Regions from separate parts of the Sus scrofa genome. Here region 1 is linked to region 2. The links are chromatin contacts, called in public Hi-C maps. All regions are on one chromosome and are shown on one strand. The core of a region is the stretch at or near the end of the contact, and the rest is flanking DNA. Distances in the headings are between cores, read along the strand shown. Region 1 overlaps LOC110256117 (multidrug and toxin extrusion protein 1-like). Region 2 holds the start of ALDH3A2 (fatty aldehyde dehydrogenase).

The links. A called contact is a pair of places that touch in the nucleus more often than the background predicts.
Region 1: a Hi-C map of skeletal muscle shows a contact between it and region 2, with 5 times the contacts expected there. The contact joins the enhancer-like site here to the promoter of ALDH3A2 in region 2. A contact is called at or near these places in 1 of 5 promoter capture datasets (liver), 11 of 47 Hi-C or Micro-C datasets (blood, embryonic fibroblasts, fetal heart ventricle and 4 more) and 2 of 2 datasets of contacts at active chromatin or transcription factors (alveolar macrophages and skeletal muscle).

The regions. Positions count from the first base shown.
Region 1 is chr12:60,067,493-60,070,641 of Sscrofa11.1, forward strand. The region is part of intron 2 of LOC110256117 (multidrug and toxin extrusion protein 1-like); the gene reads right to left. Among named protein-coding and RNA genes, the nearest start is that of TRNAW-CCA, 4.9 kb to the right of the region's middle. Within about 2 kb of position 1,714, at least 5 of the 83 cell types and tissues checked have an H3K27ac peak or open chromatin away from gene starts, as enhancers often do. A contact at or near this core is called in skeletal muscle, where this site is marked.
Region 2 is chr12:59,952,100-59,954,957 of Sscrofa11.1, forward strand. It overlaps ALDH3A2 (fatty aldehyde dehydrogenase), which reads right to left and starts at 1,578. Exons shown (of 11, transcript XR_002337385.1): 1 at 1,475-1,578; 2 at 1,178-1,338. LOC110256118 (a long non-coding RNA gene) reads left to right here and starts at 1,693. Exons shown (of 3, transcript XR_002337387.1): 1 at 1,693-1,817.

The DNA of each region.
Region 1 (3,149 bases), core at 464-2,963, 120 kb after region 2:
GCTGGAGGGAAGATTCCAGGGTTCACACTGGATACGGGCCATACAGTATCCAGGGTGTCCTCAGGGCATGGCCCTGAGACCAAGCGAAGCAGAAAAACAACACTGTCCACTGGCCAGCATCCCCACGAGACTAACCCCCATCAGAGGCCATCTCCAGTGCCAGCCCCTACAACAAATTATCCCATTTGGTTCCAAGAAAGAAAGGAAGAAAAGAAGAAGGAAGGAAAGAAAAAAGGGAAAGAAAGAGGGAGGAACACAGGCAGGCACTGTTATTCCCTCTAATTATCATTCACAGATAAGAAAACTGAAGCCTGTACAGAAGCAACACAATCCAACCAGGATTTGAACGGAAATATACCTAACATCAGGACACACGTTTCATGCCACTTCAAAGCGTCTAAGACCACGCATCCCATAGCACCTTCAAAAAGCAGGGATTCAACCTGCATTCAATTCCCAACCATCACTGTTTTTCAAAATTAAAAAACAATTAGGGGAGTTCCCATGGTGGCACAGCAGAAACGACTCCGACTAGAAACCATGAGATTGCGGGTTCAATCCCTGGCCTCCCTCAGTGGGTTAAGGATCCGGCGTTGCCCTGAACTGTGGGGTAGGTTGCAGACCCGGCTCAGATCCTGCATGGCTGTGGCTGTGGTGGAGGCCGGCAGCTGCGGCTCTAATTCGACCCCTAGCCTGGGAACCTCCAGATGCCTCCGGTGCAGCCCTAAAAAGCAAACAAAAACAAAAACAATTAGGAATAACAAGGTCCTAATGTGAAGCCATATAGCACAGGGGACTATACTCCATACCCTGGGATAAACCATAATGAAAAAAAAAATACTAAAAAGAATATATTTGTACTGGAATGACTTTGCTACACAGCAGACATTAACGCAACACTAAATCCACTAAACTTTAATAAAAACAATTAGGTGGTTTTCAAATGTTTAATTAATTTATTTATTATTTATTGGTTTTCAAATATTTTAATTTCCCCACATTCAAACTGTGTTTACATGGCTTACTAAAAATGTAAATTCTTTCTGTGAAGATTTCTGAAGTGCCAAGAGGACATTTCAAATTACTGGATCAAAACTCAGTATATTTGTCTAGTTCGTATCAGCGCTGTGCTAATATTAATGATATTAATTCACTGGTTATTCATAATTACACTAATTATTAGTAACATCAATCGCACAGAAACATCAACACTTCAGGCCTCTGAGATCTCAGGAAATGAGACATTTGTACTAATGTTTTACAGCCTGTATTTGTGTCTTTGTGGCGAGACCTATGGCAGAGTGTATGTAAATAAAGATTTTCAGCCTAAAAATATGTTATCATAAATGCATGGGGGGAGGGAATGGAACTATAAAGAGAAAAAGGAGACATGCAAAACATCTATTAAAGAAAAGCTCGTTCTTGTACTTTTAAATCCCTCCTAAGATCAACTCAGGGTGGCGTTTATACCTTGCAGTTTATATTTAAAACAATGATGTAACCGTTTCATTTTAACATGTTACTATTTCCGTCATGCCAGCCCTCGCCACGCTTACATAAGGGGTTAGATGACCACTGGACAACATGCGAGGGGTACGCCGTTTTCCGGAAATCCTTTGAAAGGCGCTCAGACAAAAAGGCTCAGCACGCACGTCTCACCTTAAAGGGACCAGAGGTTCCGAATTCGCGGTCCCGCTTTTGTTGGCTTTGCCTCTGGCGCCCTCTGCTGGCGAGCTGCGTTTCTGCGGCCTCTTGGTTCTGGTCCCCAGGGCGGTCCGGATCCCCGCCTGCGCGCCTCGCCGGAGCCAGGATGCCCGCGGCTGCCCAGGAGCAGGAACAGGTCAGGGATTTGAAGGACCCGTCCCCAGGGTCAGAGAGGCGGCCGTCTGCTCTTACTCATTCATCTAACAGGGGTTTCTAGCCTTGGAAATAGTACCGACGTTAGGAAGGTATACGAACCACAGAGCCAGGCCCCGTTTGAAGCACTCTCGGCAAACTCACTCACTCAGTTCTTTTATTCGGAGGTACGTGAAGATCCAGGCCCTCCCACTCCAGGTGGAGACACTGATCTTTTCTTTTTTTTTTTTTTGTCTTTTTAGGGCCGCGCCCATGGCACAGGGAGGTTCCCAGACTAGGGGTCGAATTGGAGCCACAGCCGACACCGCAGCTACAGCCATGCAGGATCTGAGCCTGGTCTGCGACATACACCACGCCACAGCTCGCAGCAATGCCGGGTCCTTCGCCCACTGATCGAGGCCAGGGATTGAACCCGCAACCTCATGGTTCCTTAACCACTGAGCCACGATGGGAACTCCTGGCCGTTATTCTTTACAGAAGGAGGAGTGGTGCAAGGGGATCCGTGGTGCCTCTGAGCGCTGGGATGCAAGTTCGATCCCCGGCCCAACACAGTGGGTTAAGCAGCTGTGGCTCAGATCTGATCCCTGGCCCAGGGACTCCACAAGCCAAGAAGACAAAAAAAGAAAAGAGAGAGAGAGAAAAAAAAACACAGGCTGCTGAACTCTCTCAGCTTGGTGACTTGAACTCAGCCTACTGGGAGGCAGGTTCTGATGCCCAAGCTCACGGCACCTCCCTGCGGCCAAGGAGCAGGATGCAGCCTGTGTCCTCTTGAGAGTCCTGGCCCTGCAGCAGCATCAGCCTCAGCACACAGATCCTGCCCCAGGTCCTGGAAGGTACAGTGCCCTGGGCTTTGCCACCCTGGAGCCTGCAGACCTGGGGGAGGCATGGCCCCAGCACTTGGGGACAGAAGGCCCAGGGATGGAGTCACTTGTCAGGAACTGTGAACCCTTGTCCAGGCTGCAGTTTCATTGATGTAGGGAGGCAGCTGGGGAATTCACACCCTTTGAGAGACTGAATATACATATGGATGACAGTCAGACCAATGTAAACAGACCTAGGAGTTCCCGGCATGGCTCAGAGGCAATGAACCCGACTAGTATCCATGAAGATGCGAGTTCTATCCCCGGCCTCACTCGGTGGGTTAAGGATCCAACTTTGCCTGCAGTTGTGTAGGTCACAGAGGTGGCTGGGATCTGGTGTTGCTGTGGCTGTGGGACAGGCCAGCAACTACAGCTCCAATTCAACCCCTAGCCTGGGAACCTCCATCTGCTGCAGGTGTGGCCCTAAAAAGC
Region 2 (2,858 bases), core at 328-2,827:
CTCTGGAGAAGACGTCCCTAATTAAGAGTGTGCCTTGATCACACTTTATAAATGACAGCGACGCCACGCTGAACTGTTTCTTAATATTTCACTGGCTTTACGACTGCATATTTGTGTACATTTTGTTTCCCAACCGAATTTAAAACCCTGAAGAGCAAAGAGTTTAGTATATTCTTTTTTTTTTTTTTTTTTAGGGCCGCACCCGCAGCATATGGGGGTTCCCAGGCTACAGGTCCAGTCGGAGCTGTAGCTGCCGGCCTGTGTCACAGCCACAGCCATGCCAGATCGGAGCTGCATTTGCAAGCTGCACCACAGGTCAAGGCAACGCCGGATGCCTAACCCACTGAGGGAGGCCAGGGATGAAACCCGAAACCTCATGGTCCCTAGTCGGATTCTTTTCCACTGAGCCACAACGGGAACTCCCCTTTATACTTCTTTAGCAATCCTGCATATTTACACACACACACACTCACAAATGCTTTTAAAGTGAACGATTCAGACTTTGGAATCGTACTTAATCCACCTTGATTAACAGGCGTCCCAGGCCCTCTGCCCCAAAAGTACTCTAAAGGAAATTTTATAGTCGCTGTTGTCACAACTGATGTTACCACCTACCAGGTAATCTTTGGGAGTAAGTGAGAACCGTTTCTCACAAAGAACAGCGTGAGAACGGAGCTCACAAAGCCAGAGCAAGGCCCTGTTACCCCTAGAATGAAAATAAAAAGTAAAAACAAAATGCTAACGAGATTATTATGAAACACAGGGAAAGTGTGTGTATCCCAAAGGCCACCCAAAGCCGTGTTGCTCAAAGCATGGTTCCCAAACAGGCAGCACCGTCTCATCTGGGACCTTGTTAGAAACTCTGACCCGCCTCCCAGACCAACCGAAGCGTCATTTGCATTTTAACAAGGTCCCCAGGTGACTCGCCGGGGGGGCGAGGGTCTGAAACACTAAGTCATGGAGGAAAAATCTGAGTACGACAAGCAAAAACCCCGTGTCTACATAAAAACCACAAAGTTAAAAGACAAGAAAAGCCTCGGAATCAGAGGTCTGAAAGAAACGAAGCTGACACAGGATGTTCGGGGGGAACGACCGCAAACACGGAGGGGAAAGGGCAGGAACGTGTAGGGCAGCGCAGAAGGGGGGCCGCGGGAAGCCACGGCCCGGCGGGGCGCACCTTGCTCAGATCCGCGGCGATGGCCGCCAGCAGGTCCTCCTCGCGCTCCTGCACCATCCTGCGCAGGGCCTGGAGCTGCTGCAGCCGGAAGGCCAGAGGGCGCGATCGGCCCGTCTGGAACGCGGCGCGCAATCGCTGGACTTCGCGCTCCATGGCCGGTCCTGCAGGGACAGGGCGATCGGGCGCCGTGGCGGGCCGCCCGGACACCGGGAGGCCGGCGGCGCCTCCCCCATCTCCCGGCTTCCCACCCTGCCTTCCGGACCCCCGCCATCCCGGCCCCTGCCACCCCGGCCGCACCTCGGTCCCGAGCGCGCTCGCTCCGCCGCCACCAACTGCTCGACCCGCGCCCCGCAGGCCGGGTTCGACACCGAGGCGTGCGCCTATTGGCTGGCGCGGCCCACGTGACCGCCGCAGGCCGGACGCCGCGCGCAGCTCCGCCCCCAGGACTCGGACGGCGGGGGCGGCGGGTGGGGTTGGGATGCGGGCTGCGGGGTAGCGTGGCCCCGGGGGCGAGGGGCATGGGCAGGCGCGGGGCCCACCGGCTTCGAAGCCTGCGGGGCTGCCCTTGGGCCGCCCGACAGCCCCTCCTCCGCCGGAGCCGCCTGGACCCCGCTGCGGACGTCTGCAGGATCCCGCCCAGGTGAGTGCTCGCCCCAGCCGCCCGGAGCCCTCCTTAAAGGGTCCCGCAGGCCCCTTCCGTGGGCGCAGCTCCTCCAGGAAGGGGCTGCTTCTCGGACCCTGTCGTGCTGCCCCCCTGCCACATCCGCGCAGCTCCGGTCGCTCTCTGCGCTTCACCTGTGCGGGTTGGAGGACCCTTTCTGGCCTGTACCGGGGCTGCCGTGCACTTCGTCTGCCCGTGGTCTGTTTGTCGTGCCCTGTGCATCTGCTTTACTCTCTCCGGGAACGAATGCGGTGTCCAGACGGGTAGGAGGGCCCCTGCCTGGGACGCCAGGGCTGGTGCTCCTTCAGAGCTGGGGCTCCCTTCCCAGACGCCGGCGTCTTGCTGACTCGCTGCGTGCTCGCTCCTGTGCTTCTCTTGAAACCTTCAAGGAATGTATCCCGTCGTGGTTGGGGCATATTCTTTGTCCGGAAGAGATAAAACTGCTGGAAACCGTGCTTCTCCAGAGCGCTTCCCTCCGTGGGGGAGACGGGGCCCCTGGGTGTAGTCCTGGGTTTGGCCAGGAAAAAACTCTTCTGGCCTTACTATCCGCTGTTCTTTGGTTCCTCTTCTCAGCGCAGTCGCCCAGCTGGTCATTTCCATTCGCTGGAGACACCGGCTGGAGCGCCAACACCTGTGCGCTTCGCGTTTCCATTTCTCTCCCTGGGTTTTTCTGTGCTCGACCTTCCTCCTCTCACAGACGTTAAGTGTTCAGTGCCCTGCGGTCCAGTCCTTGGGCCTCTTCTCTTTCCACAGTCAGAACCTTATCTATTCCCATGGGTGGCAGTCAGAGAGGGTTTCACAACCCATCTCCACTCCCGCCCCCGCCCTCCCCCCTTTTTTTTGCTTTTTAGGGCCACACCTGCAGGATATGGAACAACCCCGGCCAGGGCTCGAATCGGAGCTACAGCTGTGGGCCTGCATCACAGCCACAACAACGCAGGATCCTTAACCCACGGGATCAAACCTGCAACCTCATGGTTCCTAGTCGGATTCGTTTCCGCTGTGCCAGGAAGGGAGCTC